Linked DNA regions of Zea mays: regions 2 and 3 are each linked to region 1. Evidence: chromatin contacts called from public Hi-C data. All regions are on one chromosome and are shown on one strand. The core of a region is the stretch at or near the end of the contact, and the rest is flanking DNA. Distances in the headings are between cores, read along the strand shown.

Region 1 (2,700 bases), core at 110-2,609:
AAAATTGGCCTCTTTGCCGAGTGCCACAGAAGGTACTCGGCAAAGGATCCGTCACCGTCACTTGGCGCCGTGACGGTGACAGATCCTTAACCCTAAACCCTAAACCCCATTTTCCTAAGGTATTTTCATTTTTCCAAGGGAAAATAGAAAACTTTTGGAAAAATAAAGCTCCCAAACTAGTACAAACTGTATTATTAAACATGATCAAAGTATAGCACTGTTGGGTGGAGAGAGTTAAAGGCTGCAAGATCACATTTATCGGCAGCCGGCACCTACACACATACAGTATTAAATACGGACGGATGGGTAGGGTCCAGACGTCGTCGTCCACTTGGCCAATTGATCCCCTGTACGTATGATGTTACACGTACGTCAGCTGTGACTCGTCGAGTCGATCGGTGCAATATGCATGGACATGCCGCCAGCGTGTCGGTTTCTAGATTTGGCGTCGCTAGATGTGCACTGTAGTAGTTGAGATCTGATTAGTCAGCGCTATAGGACTTGATATGATCATATGTACAGCTTGATACTAGTACCTAGTTCTAGTTGTTGCACGCACCCTTCGAACTTGCTGACTTTCACATGCATGCGCGCACCGTTAAACAATGTACGAATAGCAAGCATATATTGGACTGTGTGAATGTGTACCGTACCGATTAAGCTCTATTCTCTTAAGCTGAAGCGTACTAGGCAATAATAGCAAGCATTGGACTGTTGGAAAATGTGGCATGTTATTGTTGAACAAGATTAACAATGTAAAACGTAATCACCGTACAACTAAATTTTTTTTATAAATTATTCATTTTTATGACGCAGCACAATAATTTTTTTTTAGTGAAGCGCACATAGTCGATGTAAGCATCACAATAAAAAAGTAGACGCACGATCAATACAAATCGGACCGATCAATCCATGACCAACCAATCCAACCGGTCACAATTAGGATCTACGGATGGCTCGCCGTTTTGGCCGAACGCGCGCGCGCGAGCACAGCAGCAGCCAACGAACTCTGATCGCTCACCCCGGCGCGCGATTCTTTCCCTCTGCTTCCATCATCCATCCATCCGTGTCGGCCTGTAGACGCCAACCTGCCTGCCCGCTCTAGAAAAGGTCACATGCGTATGGCCGACAAAAGATCGCCCTCCGACCCTCACATGGCCTTGCAAAAAAATTTCCGCCCCGGACACTGTTTGTCTAGCTTGTCCCCACTGCATGTTTATCGATCGCGAACGCAATAATTCGCAATCCCCCCACGTTGGAACATGCCACGTTTACCCAACCGCACCCATCGCTATATACACTACTCCCTATTTATTTTTATTTATCGTGTTTTAATTCGAAACTTATAAATATTCGAAAACGGAGATTAGAATAATCGGGCTGTCAGGATTGACTTGCTCAGCTCATATATCCGTCCAGTCGTCACATATTCACATGCATGCGGTCTTTATATCTCTCTCCGCGCTGCCTCCTCGCCTCACAGAGACGTTCGCCAACGCCAAACCAATCTCGCTCGATCGCTACGTCTACGTGCAGTGCAGTGCGGGGACCGACAACAATCACCATATGGGCAACTCCATGGGCGGGAAGCGGCGGAGGGCGAGGGTGATGACGGTGGACGGCACCACGTACAAGTACCGCGCCCCCGCGGCGGCCGGGGACGCGCTGCGCGAGCACCCGGGCAAGGGCAACCACCTGCTGGAGTCGGAGGAGGTGCGGCGACTGGGCCTGCGCGCGCGGCCGCTGGACCCGGACGCGCCGCTCAAGCCCGGGAAGCTCTACTTCCTGGTGGAGCTGCCTCCGCCGTCGTCGGCCGCCCACCACCATCGCCGGGCCCGGGCGCCGCAGCGCACGTGGTCCGGCGCGCTCCACTACGGCGCCGTGGCCGGGGCCGGGGAGCGGCTGGAGAGCCTGATGCTGGCGCGGCGGTCGGCGTCCGACGTGGCGGCGTCGTCGTCCGTCGGCGACGGCGGCGCCCTGCGCCTGCGCGTGCGCCTCCCCAAGGCCGACGTCCAGCGCCTCGTCGACGACAGCCGCGACGCCGCCGACGCCGCCGAGAGGATCATGCAGCTCTGCGTCGCCCGCGACCAGCAGCGCCGCCACCGGTCCGCGCCCGCCACGCCCCTCGCCGTGCCCGTGCCCCCGGCGGTCGTCAGCGTCACCTCGACGTCCAGCTCGCGCAAAGATGATGGCTCCGGCGGTAGCAACAAGCCCGCGGCGGCAACAACCGGCAAGAAAGAGGTGCGTTGTCCGTCCGTCCACTGCAATAATGCCTTTCCTACTCATAAGAATATACCGACTTGATTTTCGCTGCTTTAACAGAGGACGTAAAAATGTCTGGGAGATCGATATAGATTAGGATCCATCCAATTAGTATATAGTCAGACATGCATGCACGAGAGAACCAGTGAATTGGGCACGCGTGGCGTGGAAGAGAAACCGACCGCCCGAAATAACAAGGCAGTATGTCAGTGGAAAAGAGCTGGCATGTCAGGCTAATTAATTAAATTAAAAATTTGGAGTACTTAACTGTCTCCCTGCCTGTCTGGTGCTGCCACGTAGCACTCCGACTCCGATCCAGGAGAGTACAACACACACCCTCCTCCTGTCCTGTAATTTATGTATCAAACAAATACCACTACTCCAGTAGTAGGAGTACTATGCAGCATGTATCCATACCACCATGCGTGCACAGTGAAA
Region 2 (2,814 bases), core at 200-2,699, 160 kb before region 1:
GGAGAGCCATCGTACTCGGAGGAGAACTTGTAACACCCTGAATTTGGTGTATAAAATTTCTTTCTAAATATCTACCAAATTCAGGTGTTATCTCTTGCTCTCTCTTTAGTCTCTCCCTCTCTTTCTTTTGATTAGAATTAAGTTAATTAGGATAGGGATTAAGTATTTATTTTGTTAAAACAATGTGAGTCATGAAATGTTGCATTATGTTGAGCCTAAATTATTCTTTTGTTTGATGCACATGTTTGAAAGGGTTTGAATTTGCATTTGGTTTGAATTTGATTTGGAAACCCTAGAGAAAATAAATAGAAAAGCCATTAGAAATTCCAGGAAAAAGGGAAAAACCAATTTGGCCCAACCAGCCCAGCTCGGCCCATCTAAGCCTCGCGCGCGCGTGCGCCCGCATGTCCGCCCTCCCCCTGACAGGCGGCCCCCCAAATTCTTCGATGCTAGCGCCTAAGGTTCTAAAGTTTGTTATGGATGCAGATTGCTATCCAAATGTTACAATTGCCTATCGAATTCTCTTAAACGTACCTGTGACTGTATGTTTGGCTGAAAGAAATTTCTCAAAATTGAAGTTGTTGAAGGACTATCTGAGATCAGCTATATCACTGTAAAGGTTGAATGGCTTGGCTATGTACTGTATTGAGAAGGATATCTTGGACACTATTGATTCCAATAATGATTTTGCATCAAGAAATGCTCGAAAAAGTATCTTTTTTATGAGAAGCAATGAATGTGATTAAGTTTTGTTCTTCGTTATGGTAATCATAATAGCTCCAAGATACAAATATATTATTATTTTGGTCAACTTTATTTCTCGATAATTATTTGACATGTTAAATTAAATATATCAATGTATTTGTTTTTATTTTACAAATAAAATTAGCGTATATATATATTTATATATATCATAAAATTTTTATATAGTTTAAAGAGTCTATCATGATAAGTTCACTATCTATATGTTTGGTTGTCTGCATTAGGAGACCCAGATTCTTCACATGAATTGACTATGAGTCAGCACATATTTAATTCATTGTATTTAGGATGTCAAACGCGTATGTGAGCCAGGCTGCGCACAAGCACCCATCCAATCATACGGTGTATGTGACGCTAGACGAGGGCTGAACACGCCTGACAAGAATCTTTGCAGATCACTTGCGTGACTCATCGAGACGTGGGCGGAACGATGGAACCACCAGGATGCCACGAAAAGTTAAAAGAAAAACCCTACTAGTATTGCGCCGAGCACAAAAACCCATGACCACAGGTCACGCTCACGCCGCACGGACCGGACAGACGCCCAGAAAGATAGGGCTGCCCGCTGCCCCTGCCTCTGCCATCCTTTTCCTGCAGCAGATGACACGGCCGCGGGCCCGCGGCAGAAGAGAGAGCCCAAATCATAGCCACAAAAGCCACGCACGCGGGGCGCTTGTCTTGCGCGCACGAAAACCCACATCCACCGCGGCGCCACACCGCGTGCGTCGGCTGCTTGCTGCCCCGTGTTCCTTGGCTCCCGCCGACACCGAGCGCCGACACCGAGCGCCGCCACCGCCATGGCTGCCCCGCCCCGCGCCACCGCGGTCCTCGCGTGGTGCGCTCACTCTCGCGCGTTCTCTCTCGTGCGCGAGGGGCGCGGCGGGCAACTCCGTTTCTCGCGTCGCGGCGGGCCACTGATTGCTCTGGTTCTCGTTTTGTACAGGGGTTCCGGGGAGGACGGGCAGCTTGGCATGGGCGGGAACGAGGAGAAGGACTGGGCACACTGCGTGGAGGCACTCGGTTCCTACGCCGTCACCGCCGTCGTAGCCGGTAGCCGCAACTCCCTCGCCATCTGCGAAGACGGCCGCGTGCGTCCCCTTCCCCAACCCGTTGCCTGTTGATCGTGCTTGTTCATTTCCTGGAGAGCTTCTGTTCTGACCCGATTGCTTGGGCTGGGGTTCCTTGCCGTGCGCAGCTCTTCACTTGGGGGTGGAACCAGCGCGGCACGCTCGGGCACCCGCCGAAGACCAAGACGGAGAGCTCCCCTGGCCCCGTCCACGCCCTCGCGGGGTTGAAGATCGTCCAGGTGCGCCTCAGTTCCGCTTTACCCTGCGAGGTTCATGTCCGTGTGCTGCTGACGGAAGAGGCTCTGCCTATGGTTTCCTTGGTTCATTCAGGCGGCGATTGGTGGGTGGCATTGCCTTGCAGTTGACGACAATGGGCACGCCTACGCCTGGGGTAGGGGCACTCGCTTCCCTGCGTTTTCCGTGACTGGTTTCTGGTTGCTTACTTGCTTTGATGCAATGTGCATGGATTGTGCAGGGGGAAACGAGTACGGGCAGTGCGGTGAGGAGCCTGAGAGGAAGGAGGACGGGACGAGGGCGCTCAGGAGGGACATCCCGACCCCACAGCGGTGCGCACCCAAGCTCAAAGTCCGGCAAGTGAGTGGAATTGGATTCGAGCGTTGTGCAAGTAGTGTGGAAATGTTTTTGGATTTTTTTTTTCCAATTTTGGTTCAGTGCGTTGGTTGGAAGGAATCCAACTAATTTTGGATCATGTTGTCACTTTAGCATATGCTTTGTTGCTAAGGAAGTAGTCTGATCACAAACCACATATAAGATAGTTTGTATGATGGAACCGGACAGTTGTAGTGTCTATAGCTCAAATGAATTATTCCTGTCGTGAAATGATGCGGCAACTTTTGGGTGCTGTACTCATGATTTCAGTTTGTTAGCTTTTGGCTTGCTTATTCATTTGCTAATTCTAGGTAGCTGCTGGAGGGACACATTCAGTGGTTTTGACTCAAGAAGGTCACGTTTGGACATGGGGACA
Region 3 (2,700 bases), core at 167-2,666, 200 kb after region 1:
GCCTTTAGGAAACAGCCATGTGTAAATGTTTAGCGAATTGTTTGGGCAAAACAACCATTGGTGACTAGAGTGATCACGAATAATAAGCTTTTGTTTCAAAAAGACGAATAATAACCTTCTGCCCTTTTTGATTTATTGGTCTTGTATGGTACACCACAGATTTTGGTTAGCAACCATGTAGTACTGCCATGCTCGCGAGAAAATCTTGGCACAATTCTTCTGCAGAAATATCTAAGTAATTTATGGTCTTTTTGATCCCCTAGGATTATAACATCATTTATAATATCTAATTATGACCTAAATAGACTAGATTACCAGGTGGATTATTATAATCAAAACATCATTTATAATAATTCCAGAATCCACCTTTGGATCTGTCTTTGTGATTATTACTATATATAGTTGGTTAAGGATAATCCGCCATAACAATACATGAATATAATATTATAGTTCGTAATCTATATCATAATAATTTTATATGCATTCACTCCATTCTAAAATGTAAAGTGCACTATGATTTCTGAAAACTTACTGAAAAAGGTATCCATTATGTTGCACATACTTAATTTTAGATATGTTTTAAAAAGAAAACCATGATTTAAGGAGAAACATTTTACTTGGGTTTAATACATGGGTACATAAAGTATTTGGATATTTTCTTAAGTTATCTCTAAAATTTTAGAATGCATTATATTACAAGACCAAGAGAGTAAAATATAGATTATAATAATAATTCAATTGTGATCCAAGCATGACTTTACTCTAAAGAGACCTGTGTCATACACAATAGTTTATTATTTGTATAAATGCTAAGATGATCTACCTATTGTGGACAAAGAGACTAAAGGTGTTTGGTTTCCCTGACTAAAGTTTAGTCTATATCACATTGGATATATTTAAATACCAAATTTTAATATTAAATATAGTATAATTATAAAATTAATTATATAGATAAAGGCTAAACTTTAGTACAATTTATTAAGCCTAATCAATCTATGATTACTAAATGTTTATTGTAGCATTATATGTGTAAACCATGGACTAATAAACTTTCATATGTTTGTCTCGTCGTTTAGTTTTCATCTTTCATCTGTAATTAGTTTTATAATAAAACTATTTAATACTTCTAACTAGCATTTAAACATTCGATGTGATATAGAACTAAAGTCTTGGTTTTTGGATGCGAACATCCCTAGCAAGTACGTAAAATAAAAAAAGAAGGATACATTCATATCATTGGGTTCCTTTTTACTCATTAATGCATATATATCTTCTAACTTTATAATTCATCAATTAGCAGCAAAACAAAATCTTTAGGCATTTACTCACCCCGTATAAATTTGTATACTACTACTAGGCATACAGCCTCATATCCATACAGTATTTATTAAATAAATTAAATTACTAATATAGCCCATTCCCATTGCGTGCCCATTGTTTTTGTCCGAAAGATACTGCTCCTCCATCACCGGCATCCCGCATTCTCGACAATTAAAACCTCCGCCCCACCCCTCCTCCCCTCTAATCCGCCCGCCATTACTTTCGCAGACGCCGCTCTTCGCTCGCTCACCGCCGCTTCCTTCCACGGGCCATTTCGTCTCCGTCGCCCATGCTCACCTCCTTCAACTCTGTGAACCCGCGATCCGACGTGTAGTGCCGCCGTACTGCGCGGCGACGGCCCACCGGCGAGGAGCCGCCGACCTATGCCCCTCGGCCAGTCCGGCATTGGCTAACCCCCAAATGCCTCCCGCCGCTAACTAGCCGCAGCCTGTACATACACAGACAGACAGACATACACACCGTACCGGAGGTTGAAGCGGAGAATCGATCCCGACGCTTCGCCGCCGCTGTCTCGTCGCCGGAGAGGAGTTTTAGCCTCAAAGGCGTGATTTTTTGCCTTGTTATTTTCTAGCTTTTTTCTTTCGTGATTTTTGGACCGTGTTCTCGCGATCGCGCCGGAGAGATGGGAGTTGTGGACTTCTCGGTGCTGGGCGCTCTGCAGAAGGTCAGATCCTTCGTCGCCGGCGCCACGCCGGCTGAAGCCGCAGACGGCCGGCTGCCCGCCACGCCGAGGTCGCGCAGCGGGGGGCCCTCCCCAGAGAACTCGCCCCCGCCCGCGGCGACGAGATCCGGAGGCAGGCGCGCCATCGCCCTGCGCCGGCAGATATCCTCGCCGGAGCTGCTCCGCTGCCGCGCTGTCAGGTACTGTGTGCTACTCCGTTTCCGTGGCTTTGGAAAAGTTGTACATACAGTACTTACGTTTCAAGTTTCCATTTTGACTTGCTGTGGAGGAAAAGGGAAAGGTGCTGTTTTTTTTCGATCTGAAGTGAACGGATTGATTATGCTTGCGTGGTGCCACCTGCTACGATCTAGCAATTAATAATAAGTTCGCTAAAAGTCTCTGCCTTTTTTAAAATTTGAGGTAGAACTTGGTCTTGAAGAAGACAGAATGAAAACTTGTGACTGGCAATTAAGTGGTTGCGGGAGCAAGTAATTCTAATGGAAGTTTGGGCTTTTCATTTTATTTTTACATTTAATTAACTATTGAGCTGAGTTTTTATTGATTTGGTTTGTACAAATGCAGGCGAGCAGATGATGAGGATGATGATGAGCCCGGGGTTCAGTTTTTCACCCATGGGAATGACTTCTTACATGACTTCTCAGATACAGAATCTGTTAGTGTTAGTACCCCTAATGATA

The links. A called contact is a pair of places that touch in the nucleus more often than the background predicts.
Region 2: a contact with region 1 is called in a Hi-C map of tassel, with 2.2 times the contacts expected there. The contact joins the promoter of LOC100273996 here to the promoter of LOC103643292 in region 1. A contact is called at or near these places in 3 of 25 Hi-C or Micro-C datasets (bundle sheath, ear and tassel).
Region 3: a Hi-C map of tassel shows a contact between it and region 1, with 5 times the contacts expected there. The contact joins the promoter of LOC103643294 here to the promoter of LOC103643292 in region 1. A contact is called at or near these places in 5 of 25 Hi-C or Micro-C datasets (ear, endosperm, leaf and 1 more).

The regions. Positions count from the first base shown.
Region 1 is chr1:219,882,574-219,885,273 of Zm-B73-REFERENCE-NAM-5.0, forward strand. It overlaps LOC103643292, which reads left to right and starts at 1,360. Exons shown (of 2, transcript XM_008666447.3): 1 at 1,360-2,241. The coding sequence starts at 1,435.
Region 2 is chr1:219,725,747-219,728,560 of Zm-B73-REFERENCE-NAM-5.0, forward strand. It overlaps LOC100273996, which reads left to right and starts at 1,450. Exons shown (of 11, transcript NM_001148382.1): 1 at 1,450-1,597; 2 at 1,706-1,850; 3 at 1,958-2,068; 4 at 2,160-2,220; 5 at 2,305-2,423; 6 at 2,750-2,814. The coding sequence starts at 1,560.
Region 3 is chr1:220,083,854-220,086,553 of Zm-B73-REFERENCE-NAM-5.0, forward strand. LOC103643294 (putative 1-phosphatidylinositol-3-phosphate 5-kinase FAB1C) reads left to right here and starts at 1,417. Exons shown (of 11, transcript XM_008666449.3): 1 at 1,417-2,202; 2 at 2,585-2,700. The coding sequence starts at 1,964.